Linked DNA regions of Mus musculus: region 2 is linked to region 1. Evidence: chromatin contacts called from public Hi-C data. All regions are on one chromosome and are shown on one strand. The core of a region is the stretch at or near the end of the contact, and the rest is flanking DNA. Distances in the headings are between cores, read along the strand shown. Region 1 holds the start of St18 (suppression of tumorigenicity 18). Region 2 holds the start of Pcmtd1 (protein-L-isoaspartate (D-aspartate) O-methyltransferase domain containing 1).

What was found. Hi-C and Micro-C count contacts between places; a contact is called where the count stands out from the background.
Region 2: a contact with region 1 is called in a Hi-C map of the N1E-115 cell line, with 5 times the contacts expected there. The contact joins the promoter of Pcmtd1 here to the promoter of St18 in region 1. A contact is called at or near these places in 1 of 39 promoter capture datasets (hippocampal neurons), 2 of 484 Hi-C or Micro-C datasets (the N1E-115 cell line and cerebellar granule neurons) and 1 of 9 other capture datasets (pancreatic islet).

The regions. Positions count from the first base shown.
Region 1 is chr1:6,727,758-6,734,244 of GRCm38.p6, forward strand. It overlaps St18 (suppression of tumorigenicity 18), which reads left to right and starts at 2,294. Exons shown (of 22, transcript NM_173868.2): 1 at 2,294-2,483.
Region 2 is chr1:7,085,538-7,092,024 of GRCm38.p6, forward strand. It overlaps Pcmtd1 (protein-L-isoaspartate (D-aspartate) O-methyltransferase domain containing 1), which reads left to right and starts at 3,383. Exons shown (of 6, transcript NM_183028.3): 1 at 3,383-3,679.

The DNA of each region.
Region 1 (6,487 bases), core at 1,044-3,543:
ACTAATACGTGAAACAAGGGCATAGAGCTTAAAGATAACCACCACAAGTGATATTGCTCAGTAGTAAAGAACAAAAGTGATTTTATGATCTTAGTATTTCAAAAATTTAGTAGATGAGGGTTTGTGTGATCCTGAGGGAGAAAATCGGGGGGGGGGGCGGGGTAAAGAATGAGTGACAGCTGTTATGTATGGCAATTCTCTTGAGGGTGATGAAAATATCTTGCATTGTAATTATTATGGATGAATTGTAATGATTAAACTGTCTTCTGTAGATGAATAAACAGGGAAGATATACTGCATACTTTAATCAATAAAGTTTTTTTTTTTTAATTCCTGGTAGGATATGACTTTGTTTCAGTCATGTAATGTCGATTAATGTTACTTAATTTTGTCAGGTCACTGGAATTTCACTAGAAATTCTCCTTGTTGTGGTATCCTTAAGGTACTACCCTGTGTCATGTGCTGCTCATGACGTTTCTGGGGGCGCTCAATAAGAATTCCTTAAAGTAAAGCTGATGTTTGCTGTACATTCCCAGCATAGGGAGCTTTGCATTGGAAAGGTACTTCTCCTAACATGCCCTCACCGTGGACTGCTGACTTCAAATAGCTAGTGCAATGAGATTGTGCACTAGGCAACTGTGTCAAGTACCAAATGTATTGCAGAATACCAATGAATTGATACTAAACAACATTTTAGAAAAAAGATGAATCTCAGAGCACCTGCCTATACCAAAATTGGAAATGTAATTACTTTAAAAGTTAGATTGTCAAGTATTTCTCTAGGTGATGTAGACATATCTCTATGTGATATGTGACTAGTTTTTGTGACCAGCATTTTTTTTCTTTCTTTCTTTTTCTAAAACAGAATTGTGAATTTTAACATTACAACTGTGGGCAGCAGATGTGCTCAGGGAAGAGTGGACTCCCAGGGAAGGGGACCCAGGACTGTGTCTGAGGTTAGCCAAGTTAGAAGATGTAAAGTTTGAGTTCTTTTTTTACTTCTTTCAGCTACCCTCCTCCAGGGCAGTCCAGGTTCTTTATTAATGTCTGTTTTTAAATTAGCAGGAGAATCTAGTTTTCCTGTCCTAGGTACTTCTATAGTGCCTTTTTAAAAAAGCAATGAGAAAAGTAAACTATAGCTTCGAAAGTTTTGATATATGCTTCAGCCCTATAAGAAGGAAGGTGGTTTACTAGTCAATATGAAATGTTGTAAGTAACGTTTTTTTTTTTAAGTTTCCAGAATAATATTCAGAGCTCATCTATCTCCTTTAACCCTGTGTGTTCTAGAACTGCCCCCAGTGGGCCTGGCAGTCTGTTAGTTGTTGCCTTAAATTGCACGTGGGCTTGTTGCAAATTTTGAAAAATTGATTAATTTTTTTCTGAGATTTACATTTTTTAGTGCAGTTAGGAATGGAAAAATCTATGGAATATTCCCTTGTAGTCTGTAATAAAAGTACCCTTGTGGGAGAAAAGAGAGCCCTAATGAGAAAGGCACAACCTGCTGCGTGAGAGATGTGTATGTTCCTGTCCAATCCTGACAGCCAGTCATGGAAACAGGCTCTGTGCCTGAACCCAGAGACTATTCTGTGTGCCACTCACAAGGAAGCTAAGCTCCACCCCAAAGTGTGGCTGCCTTTGTCATTTTAATTGGTCTGTGTTTGTGAAGTGGGGCCTCTATTTACTTATAGCTTGGGGCTTGTGTTTACCAAGCCCGGTGGAGGCCAAGTGACAGCGCTCCTGCAAGCTCTCCTGCTGTATCTTGAGGCACTTTTCTTTTCAGTATCGGTGCTGTCTAATTCGTGAGCTTCTGTGAAGCAAGCGCAGGAGGGTACAAGGCCTACAGGGAGGAATTACACCTAATTACTCAAATAATTGCTAGGCTGTTGCCTTCTTAGTCACTGAAAATAATTTCCAGGTCCCTGGCTTTTATAGATAGTCTTCTAGAGGCAGGAGGACACAGCCCCCTTTTTAACTCAGCCCATTCACTCACAAAATCAGAACACTCGAGCCTGCAAAATTAATAAGCACCACTTCCATTACATATATTTTAGGTTGTTGTTGCCGTGGCGATAAAGTCAGGGACATTGAATCTCCTCTGTTGAGCCATTGTTATCATCCCTGGCCATCTGCTGCAGAGGAGTGATATTCCATCTCATTTGCATGATGACTGATATATGGGCGGTTTGGAAGGACATATGCCACAGCAATCATGTGATGAAAATTAAAGTGAAAGTTTTGGGCCCAGAGCCGAAAAAAAATCTGTGTGTGCGCATGAGGCTGTTGATGTGCAAATGTGGATCATATTGAGAAGGTCTGAATAGGGAGGTGTGACGTAAGGAGGGCTACACGCAGGTGCTTATCTCCGAGCAGTCAAAGGCACTGGATGTCATATCATGGAGACTACCTTTCAAGGCAACAGCTTTAGTGTCTCCTGTCAGCACACCAGAGAGAAGAGAAATAGTTTTGGAAACAAACACAAAAAAGTAAGTTTCAAACTTTTTTACCACATTCTGTTTACCCTGATGTCGATGAGTTCAGACAGTGAGCAAGTTTCAGGTCTTAGTTGTTAATAGTGACTTTTGTTTCTGATTGGGTGGGTGGGTGGGTGAGTAGGTGAGTGGGGGGTCGCTTCTAAAGGCTGAGGGGCTCATGGTCGTTTTACTGTGCTTTGCTTTGCTTTCTGTTGTGATGTTCATCTGGCATGATTTGAAACTCACTCACCACCACCCACCCCCACTTTCTCACTCTCCTCCCAAAAAGCGATATTGAGGAGTTCAGAATAAAATGGTGTAATTGTGCTTAAGCTGTGTCAGCTACTGCCTTTGTTCATATATATTTCTGAAATGTGTGAATTGGCCATAGGAAATACTTAATATGATACAATACACTTTTTGTCTGGAAAAAAAGTAAAGTAAAACTAAATTTGAGGTCACACAAATTATCAGTGAGATCTCATGTGCTACAAGTCTTTATTTAGAATTGAACCTTGGCAGTGCTAAGAGTTGTTAATGTAATTTTGCATTGATAGCCATTATCTAAAAGGGGGGGTTGTGGATTCTTCCTAAAAAAATCAGAAACTGGTATTAGCTACACATAAGAGAAAAAGTTTGTGATCAGTCAAGATGTTTAAATTCATAAATTGGACATATAAATTATTGCATTTGCATATTTAGAGGATTGAATAAAACTAGTCTCCTTAAAAGATGAAACACTTCATCTCTGATAGATGGGCATGTCAGAAGACTGCGCAGAAGTTACAAAGTCATGTTTTAAAAGCTGAAAAACAAGAAACTTAACACTAACCTTGAACAAAATTTCATAGAAGGACGATTTCCGTGAAATATTGTTAAGGGAAAACTTTTATATACTTTGATGAGCAATACCTTAGCTCATATTATGTTGTCAACCAAACACCTGTTAAGAAGGCTTCCTTTGATGTACATTGGAATAATCAAAGTTTCCTGAAAGGGTGTTCTGATCTTTTCTTTCAGTTTCAGAGAACACAGCAGCTAATAGGCAGAGTGTATCATGTAATGGCTCTAGTCTTGTTTTATTTTTAGGAATAACGTCAAAAATGGTGGTGTGATATTACCTTATGGATTAATTGGCAGTATACAACCCAACAAATTAAAAAGAAATCTTGATGGAGAAATATTGGGTATAATTATGTCCTTATAATGAGGAAGTATTTTTTAGTATATAAATCCAGAATAGAAAATAGGATTGAAATTAGGGTTGAAATTTCCCTAACTTTAAAATTTTTATTTGCTAGTATCACCAGCACAATATCCTAGTTTTAGCTGTAACCTCAGATTATCCATGATCCCTTTTTTCTCATTCTAAATATTCAATTACTCCGTGGCGATTATTATGTGGCCTTCTTGGCTTACTACAATATTAGATTAATATAGATTTCTTATGCCAAATTAGCGGAAATCACCATTGCCCACAAGAGCAGTTCACTCTTCTCTTAGTCATATTTGTGTTACAGCAAGAGCATCAGAGGCTTTAATATTTTAAACTTGGATACACTGTGTCCTGGAGCACATGGGGTTTGTATCTGAAACCTGTAAAGTACATTGGAACCTTTCTCAAGAGTCTAATTCAGTTAGCCTTGAATGAGAGTCTTTATAGTGACTGCCATTCTTCTGCTATTATACCAACCACAAAGATTTAAAGTTTTGTGTTTCCTTGTCTGTGGATTAACTACAGGTGACAAGGAAAGGCAAGGGGTACTTGGAGCTGTCCAAGGTATTAGGCTTCTGAAAAGTTAATCATTATAGAAATGCATTTCTCTGAATCCATGTAATTGGTTTGTTCCCATTTCTGAAAGTTAAAATTATATTGCTACTAGAGAAACCAACCTAGTGGATATAGCATTTCTTTTCAGATAATGTAGCAATCTCATGTATAACTAAATTTAAAACTCAGAAACAGCTTAAACTTTCATGCAGTCAACTAGTGCTCTTGTTTGCATCTTTAAACTACTTAAGTGGAAATAAGTAAAATTCACAACTACCACATATAGAATTCTATGCCATCATCATGTAAGCCTAATGAGAACAGTCTCTGTGGCATATAGCAGTGTGGACAAACATATCAAAAAATGCAACTCACAGGAATTTATTGCTGTTAAAATTATTTCTTATCCTTATGTGACCTTCCATGTCTGCTATTGAAATCCAAAAGATCATAATTGTTTGATATGAAATGCAAAAGAATAGTTAAGTTGAAAGTTTAACATCATGAAATTCAAAATCCCAAGTGGTATATAAACATTAAAAGAAACTTTGGACTGCTAATCCTAGGAAATGAGTTTTATGGATTGAATTCAACAAGGCTTCAGAAATGGTTCCATCTGCTGCCTAGCAGCTGGTGAAAGGATAAATTTAATTCATTAATTCATTTGGAAAAAAGGATCCAAGTAGTAAAGACTTCATTGCTCATAATGCATATAGGTGGGGACACTGGAATGGGGTTCTGTTGCCATTGTAGATAATGAGCTACCAAGTCTTTGCTTTTTGGTAAAGGTCTTCATGATTGAGTCAATACGATGTTGATTTTTATGACAATAGCTAATCATTTTGAATTAGTTCAATGCTATAAAACACTCAGGGAAGTTAAAAGTCTCAGTTTTCAATCTAGGGAAATATGGGCAATCGAAAAGAGAAGCTTTCTCATATTGCATATGTGTCTATGGGAGACAGTATGTGTGTCTCTACCTACCATATGTACACAAGTATTTAGGTTTAAACATAAATGTGTCACTGAGTAACTCCCTCCAATCACATTTATATTAGGTAGACATCCTATCCTATTTGCAGAAATGTCCAAAAATATTTAGTATTTAACATAAATAGATTTTATCTTAGATCAAAATTTGTTTCTACTCAAATGCTGGAAGGTCAAATGACACACCTTTTTTCACCCACTTTCTCCTTGTAACATAACTTGTCCAGACATATTTAGCAGCTTGATTCAAAAGCTTACAAAGTTGTACCTGAAGTGCTTTCATGTCTCCTCTGTGACATTAATAATTTTGGCATAAGTGTTAAAATCTGTAAGACATGGGTATACAATTTAATTGAATGTTCTATACAGGATACAGTGCTGTCATTCTATAAAAGTGTACTGGAGTTTTGATGTCAGGTTTCTCAAATCGTATTCAATCAGCATGATCAAGTATTGGAAAGTTTGCGTGGTTTATGCTTAAACTGCAATCACTTGAACAGATTTTCTTAACTGCTAACATTTTAATAACAGCCAGGTTTCCCTTAGATACAACTCACCTTTTCTGGGAAGGTAAATACTTCCTGGTTGTCAGTTAATTGATTGGTGATAGAGATAAGAGTGTCTCCACAACCAAGGCTGTTTCAATAACCAGTGTACATTTTTGCTATTTTTTTCCTGGTGGATGACTTCGGGAATGGTGCTTAGCCTTCTAACGAGCTCACTGTGGTGTGTATGCTGGGTTTCCTATACAGGTCCTGTGTGTACCCTGTGGGCTGGGTTAAGAATCAGGGTTTATGCATTTACTTGTACTGTTGCATTGTTTAGACAGCTTTGGTTTAGTTTTGATCTTTTTTTTTCTTTTTGCCTTTGAGGCTCTTCCACAGTGTCAGCTGCTGACTGATAGTAGGAAAACTGCCTCATGGTGTGAATGAAAGGGACCTAGCGGTTGGTAAACAGAGATAAGGAATAAATAGAGCACAGGCAAAAGGAGATAGTTCTGTGGGGGCCCAGATTGCTGCCAGTCTGTTCAGGGGAGATGCGGAGCCTGTCCTTTTCCCAGATTAAATTAGTGTGCGAAATCTCCAGTGACCTCCTCCCCTTCTCCCCACACTCTTCAGCCAAGCTGAACAGCCTCTGCTGTAAAGTATTCATTTTACCCAGGGACACATGGACAATAGAGCTTTCCCTGATACTTATGGACAGCTGTCGTCATTCAGAGAGCTCTCAGCATTTCATTTTTCATAGGAGTTAAAAG
Region 2 (6,487 bases), core at 2,133-4,632, 360 kb after region 1:
GTCTCTTGTGAGTCTATGCCTGGGCCTAGCAAACACATAAGTGGATGCTCACAGTCTATTGGATGGATCACAGGGCCCCCAATGGAGGAGCTAGAGAAAGTACCCAAGGAGCTAAAGGGAACTGCAACCCTATAGGTGAAACAACAATATGAACTAACCAGTAGCCCAGAGCTCCTGTCTCTAGCTGCATATGTATCAAAAGATGGCCTTGTTGGCTGTCACTGGAAAGAGAGGCCCATTGGACTTGCAAACTTTATATGCCCCAGTACAGGGGAACACCAGGGCCAAAATGGGAGAGTGGGTGGGTAGGGGAGTGGGCGGTGTGGGTATGGCGGCCTTTTGGGATAGCATTGGAAATGTAAATGAGGAAAATACCTAATAAAAAAATTTAAAAAAAAAAAGAGAGAGAGCAGGCTGAGCAAGCAGGAGAGACATGCCAGTAAAGAACATCCCTCCGTGGCCTCTGCATCAGCTCCTGCTTCCTGACCTGCTTGAGTTCCAGTCCTGACATCCTTGGTGATGAACAGCAGTATGAAAGTGTAAGCTGAATAAACCCTTTCCTCCCCAACTGCTTCTTGGTCATGATGTTTGTGCAGGAATAGAAACCCTGACTATGACAGATGTCTTATGAATTAAATGACAGAATAGTTCCTCTTCCCCGTTTTGGGTGCAATGGGGTGGGGTGTTTTAGGTTGAGTCTCACACAGCTTCTGCATGCTTTAAATTCACCATGTAGGCAGGAATGTCCTTGAACTTTTTAAAAGGAGTTTTTTTTTTTTTCTTTTTTTGAGATTTTTTATGTTAATGTGCTTGAGTGGCTTCCTGAATTTTTGTGGGCACATCAATGCCCTCTGTTCCTGTGGAAGACAGAAGATGGTTTCATATCCCCTAGGATGGAAATAATAGATGGTTGTGAGCAGCCTTATGAGTGCTGGGAATTGAACCAAGGTCATTTGGGAGAGATAGTAGTGCTCTCCTTCCTTCCTCCCTTCCTGTTTTCAGACAGGTTCTCTTTCTATAATCTTAGCTGTCCTGGAACTTGATATAGCCCAGGCTCTCCTTGGACTCATAGAGACCCACTTGACTGTTTGCACTCTGGTCCTGTTACTTTCATCTCTCTAGTGCTGGGATGAAAGACCACTAGGCTGAACATTTGTGATATTCTGCCTGCGTGGTTTTATGAACAGAGTGCCAGGCCTGTACTATACTGTGTTATTTTCTGCTTAGTAATAAAGTAGAAGTCACTTGGTATGAAGAATAAAAGTGTTGCTAGTGTTCCCAGGACCAGGCTTACTCCAACAGTGGATGGAGAATGCCAAGAACAAATTGCCTGCAGGCTATATAAAGTCTAAAATCTTTACATAAATCTGGATGATGAAACAACTTAAAAATTGACCAATATAACAAAGACAAGTATCATCGGTGTAGCACAGCATTAAAATTTGGAAGCAGTTTGGTACTCAGTATCCAGCCTTCCCAGATTATGAAGTTGTGGGAGGATATATAAGAAATGACAGGTGCAAAGGCAAGACGTGGGGCATAATTAGAAACATGGGTAGGTGGCAGGTACCAGGTGTATACACAGAAGTTATTACATGATTCTTTCCAGTTTAGCTGCTGTAGAAGAGAAACCCCTGGTCCTGTTTTATAAACACAGTACTTAGCATCCCTCTTATTAAACATCATCATTTTTGCACACCTCTAATCTCAGCCCTTGAAGGTGAAGAGAAGAAAAATAAAGCTGTGTTTAGCTCTTATTCAATAGAAAAAAAGGCCTACATAAAAAAAGTCCCAGCCGGGCGGTGGTGGTGCACGCCTTTAATCCTAGCACTTGGGAGGCAGAGGCAAGCAGATTTCTGAATTCGAGGCCAGCCTGGTCTACAAAGTGAGTTCCAAGACAGCCAGGGCTATACAGAGAAACCCTGTCTTAAAAAATCAAACCAAAACAAAACAAACAAAAAAAATTCCCATAGGGACTGAAATGAAAGAAAAAGAAAACCAAAATGTTTTCTAGTGTCTCACTGTTATTTTAAAACAGGTGAAGTGGAACTCATCTGTGATTTCTCAGAAGGCTGAGGCTCGGAGGATTTCACATTTGAGGACAGCCTGGAGATTCTGTTAAAACTCCCAAACCTTCCTAATTTATCATGTGATTTATTATGTTTATGGTAAGATGTATATATATATATATATATTTTTTTTTTTTTTTTGAGACAGTCTCATATAACCCAGGCTGACCTCAAATGAAGTATCTGCAGATAACTTTGGACTACTGATCTCTGCTGTCACCTGCGGAGCTTTTGGGATTACCACCCTGAGCCGTTACATCCACTCGATAAAATATTTTCACCTGCTAAAATTTCTGCCTAGAGTATCAGAAACCGAACCCCCAAAGACTGTTATGTGATCCCATCCTGTCCAGGGGTGCTTTGGTTCTAGGAGAGACACAAAGATAGGACTAAGGAATCCGGCCCACAGCCTCAGTCTAAGGGCTAAAAGGCCACCAAATCTAACTTCGTACTTGAGACATAAAGGTGAGCTGAAAGTCAGACCATCGCATAAGTTAACTTTGTTCCAGTTTTCAAGTGATTGGAAGCTCTCATTTTACTACTCTGTTCTTAAACACTTTACACAAGGTTACTGTAGGTGACAGCAACCTAGGCCTCAAGACCTTTTGTTTTCCTGATAGGGACTTGATATATGTATGTAGTACAGGCAGACTTTGAGCATCCCAAGTGCTGGGGTTACAAGCCAGTGCCACCACATCTGGAACGTGCATTTGGTTACAAATTACAGCATTGGGAAAGCAGTGTCTTTTTATGTGCTGGAAACAAACAAACAAACAAAAAATACAGTCCCAAAGTAGGAATCGACATGTTTACTGCGGAGGACTACAGATGTAGATGCTCCCCCTTGCTTCTGACCCTCGCCACTTCTCAACAAGCACTCCTTCCCGACACCGACACAGGCAGGGGCTTCGGCGTGGACCAAGAAGGCGTCAGCTGCGCCTGCACAGGGGGCGACGCATGCACCGCCGCCAGTCATTGGGTGCGCGCCGGGTCTGCAGGCATCCTCCCCATCACCCGATACAGAGACCCGCGGAGAGGCTGGAGATGAAGTGGCCTCGTAGATCCAGTCGGCAAAACGCCGACCGGAGGCGGAGCTGGGGACGGACTGAGTCACCAGACCCTGCGCTCCCGAGCTACGCAGCACACAAACAAAACAGCGACAGAATAGGAGGAGCCCCAGCTCTCGCGGCATCCGCGGGAGCTGCCAGCCGCTTGGGCAAGCCTCGCGTTGTTTGGTTAAGGGGCAGGGCGTTCAGCGAGAGGGCGGAGTCCAACCCAGCTGAGGGTGGGGGTGTTCCCAGGCCCCGTTGATTGGCATCTTTCTTCGGAGGGCGCCCCGCGCACGCGCAGCTCCCAGGAGGCGGTGGCGACTAGGGCAGTCCAGCTGCCCGGGTCCCGGGTTGCGGGTCGGGCTCCGCCCTCCCGCGTCGGCGCTGGCGGACGCTGTGCCGGGCCAGTCGGCTGTCTCTGCGGCGCTCCGCCCGCCGCCGGTCCGCCGCTGCTTTGGCCTGGAGGGCTCCCGCCTACGCAGGCTCGTGACGCGGGGGCTGGGACGGGGCTTCAGGGACTGAGCGGGCGCTGCCGCTGTGTGAGCGTCTTCTGCGCCTTCGGTAAGTGCGGTCCGCGTCCGCTGCTTTGGCATTTTAGACACCAGCCGGGAGAACGGATGGAGAGAGACAGGGCGAGCTGTTTTGCAGAGCCAAGGTGTTTTACAGCTTATTGCTTTTATGCGTGTTCTTTTAAAATCGTGAAACCACAGCTGTGCGTTTACAAATCTGAAGAATTTGGGTACAGAAGGAGGAGGAGGAATGCTCTTAGAAATGGAGCTAAAGTACTGCGTGCTCTGTAAGAAAAAAAAAAAAAGCTGCCAAACAATGAAGACACAAGACTCCTGCCCTCTTTCTGTCCTGGACCTCAACCCCAATATTTACGCTCCCACTACTCAGAGTAACCCGATCCCAAGTGTATGTATGCATCCAGCCTTTCAGGATTTTGTCGGTGCAAGTGAGGAGTGTGTTTATAGACGAAAATTAAAGTCCTATATAGAATATAGATTTTTGGGCCAGTAGTATACGGAACTCTCCACTCTTTTTTTTAAAAACATACTTTATTGTTAAATGTTACTGTTTAGCATGGGCTTCACACTTTCAGTAGCGAGTCAGTTAAAAGCTTATTGTATGTTTTGTGATTTGCGACGCAGTTCTATAGCTCAAGCTGAGATAGAGCCCCCTGTGCTGTGGAAGCTGACCTTGAACTCTTAGCTTCTGCCTCCACCTCCCGAGTGCTAGGATCAAACAGGAGCTGTTGTGCCTGGCCTACGTGCCAGTATTTTGCAACTTAATATATTGACTTTCACAGTATCTAAGGCCACATGCGATACTTTCATATGAAACAGGTTGCTAGTCTTTGCTTAGACCTCAGAGTTTACATGAGAGGGAATGACTGCCTAAAGATTACACAAAGTTTACTTTTTCTTTATGTCATAAAGTTTAAATACCATATGGTTAGATAGCAGCATTTAATTCTTTAAACTCTAGGAGGCTACTTTTGATGAAACTCGTAGAAAGTCACCATTTAGAAATTTTGTACTCAAATAAGAAAAAAAAAAAACCCACCACGGATTAAATATTTTGCAAGGTGAACCCTAGGGAGAAGTCTGAAAGTGGAAGAAAAGTGGTTCTGCACGCATTATTGTGCTAATCTTGCTAGCTTCCAAGGGAAACAGTCTACTAAAGTAATCATAGGCAACCGTCTTATTCCAAACAGGCCTGTCCTTAAAATCATAGACACAATTGTGCACATTTATTTAGGAATCGAACTTAAAAGACTTGAAGAGATCTATGGTATTTTCGTTGTTTTTGTCAACAATATGCTGGTACTTTTTTGTTTTTAAATAAAAGCCTAAGTAGTGTCTTCCTGCTTCTGTGGTCAGTCAGCTCAGGCCTGGAGTGCCTGACTAAGCGCCTGCTCTGCTTTTCTGGGTGGGCTGAGTACCTGAACTGCATTTATGGCCCTGCCTTGTCCTCCTGAATGGAAACTGCCTTATCAAAAATATCGAAAATAAGTGTAGGAAACTATCCTGGTGTCGTTTTCGATGAGGTTTCTGGTGGTTTCATATTAAAATAGCTGAAACACTGTAAATTGAAAAGAATACAAAGTAGACAAAATTAAACTTTGCTTATTGCATGGGAATTAAAAATGTGTTACTGGGGTTTGTGCCTTATAGTATATAATACTTTCATTTTCTGGCAGGTGTGACTAACTGTAGTTTAAGGAACTATGACCAGTAGTGAGTTCAAATAAAGTGTGATCAAATTATGCATTTGAGGAGAAACCCATGTATAGTTAAAGATTTGAGCAGTTCTTGTTTGCTCAGGATAACAAGGTAGGTGTTAAGTATCTGCCATTCATTATCTCTTACTCTGTATTGGATGTCTCATATTGGTGCACACGAAAATATTTCAGCCCAGAAAAATATTTTCAACAGACTAACTTTCAGTTATAGAAGTGGGAAGAGTTGGGAATGTGCTAAGTGTGTTCAGAAATTAAAAGCAATGGCTGGAGTTGGAGCTCCTGGCATGTCTGAGGCTCTCCGTGATTCCTGCTAAAAACAGTCCTTTGCCTGATGGGAAAGCTTGCTTTTTAGTTTATCATGAAAAGTCTTTTGGGGACTTGTTAATGTGAGTAGCTAGAGACAAATCAAGTGTTTGGGGGTCTTGTGTTTCTTCCTTTTTCTTTTTATAAATAAAAGGCACAAGGAATTATATCTGCAGCTTAAATCATCATCATCATCACCACCACCACCACCATTATTAATTTCTCCCTTTTTTGGGCTTTGTTTGGCTTTGTTTATCTTTGGTCAGTGTAAAAAACACAACGTTTATTACATACCAAAATGTGAGAGTACTAACATTCCATTTGGAATTTTAAGAACAGCCATTTTAGATTTCATCAGAGTTGTTCTTCCAAAGTTGGGATTGCAGGAAGAAGCCAAAGTAGTGAAGAGGGGGCTGAAAATTGAGAATTGACTGTCAGTAAGCAAAGGGAGAAAGAAAGTAGTTTTTAAAAGATTGCTTAGAATCAGATGTATGGATGCAGAAGGAGATGGAGTTACAATTCTTAGTTTTGAGATATTGGAATAATATCTAATTATTAATTAAGTATCCTTTATTCTGTCCTGGTGGGAATAGAATTAGAATAATTAATAACTTTGTACAACAATCCCACTTCTGTTCAGTGTGTAGTTCATTTCACTGCAGTTGAAGAGCTGTCACACGTGAAGCGCTGTGAAGGACTGTGACTACCTGCTCTGAGCCATCACCCAGCAATAGTCCTTCTGTGACTGTAGTCTCTGCCTGCTCTGAGCCATCACCCAGCAATGGTCCTTCTGCCTTGGGTATCCTTGGTTTTGGTTCTCA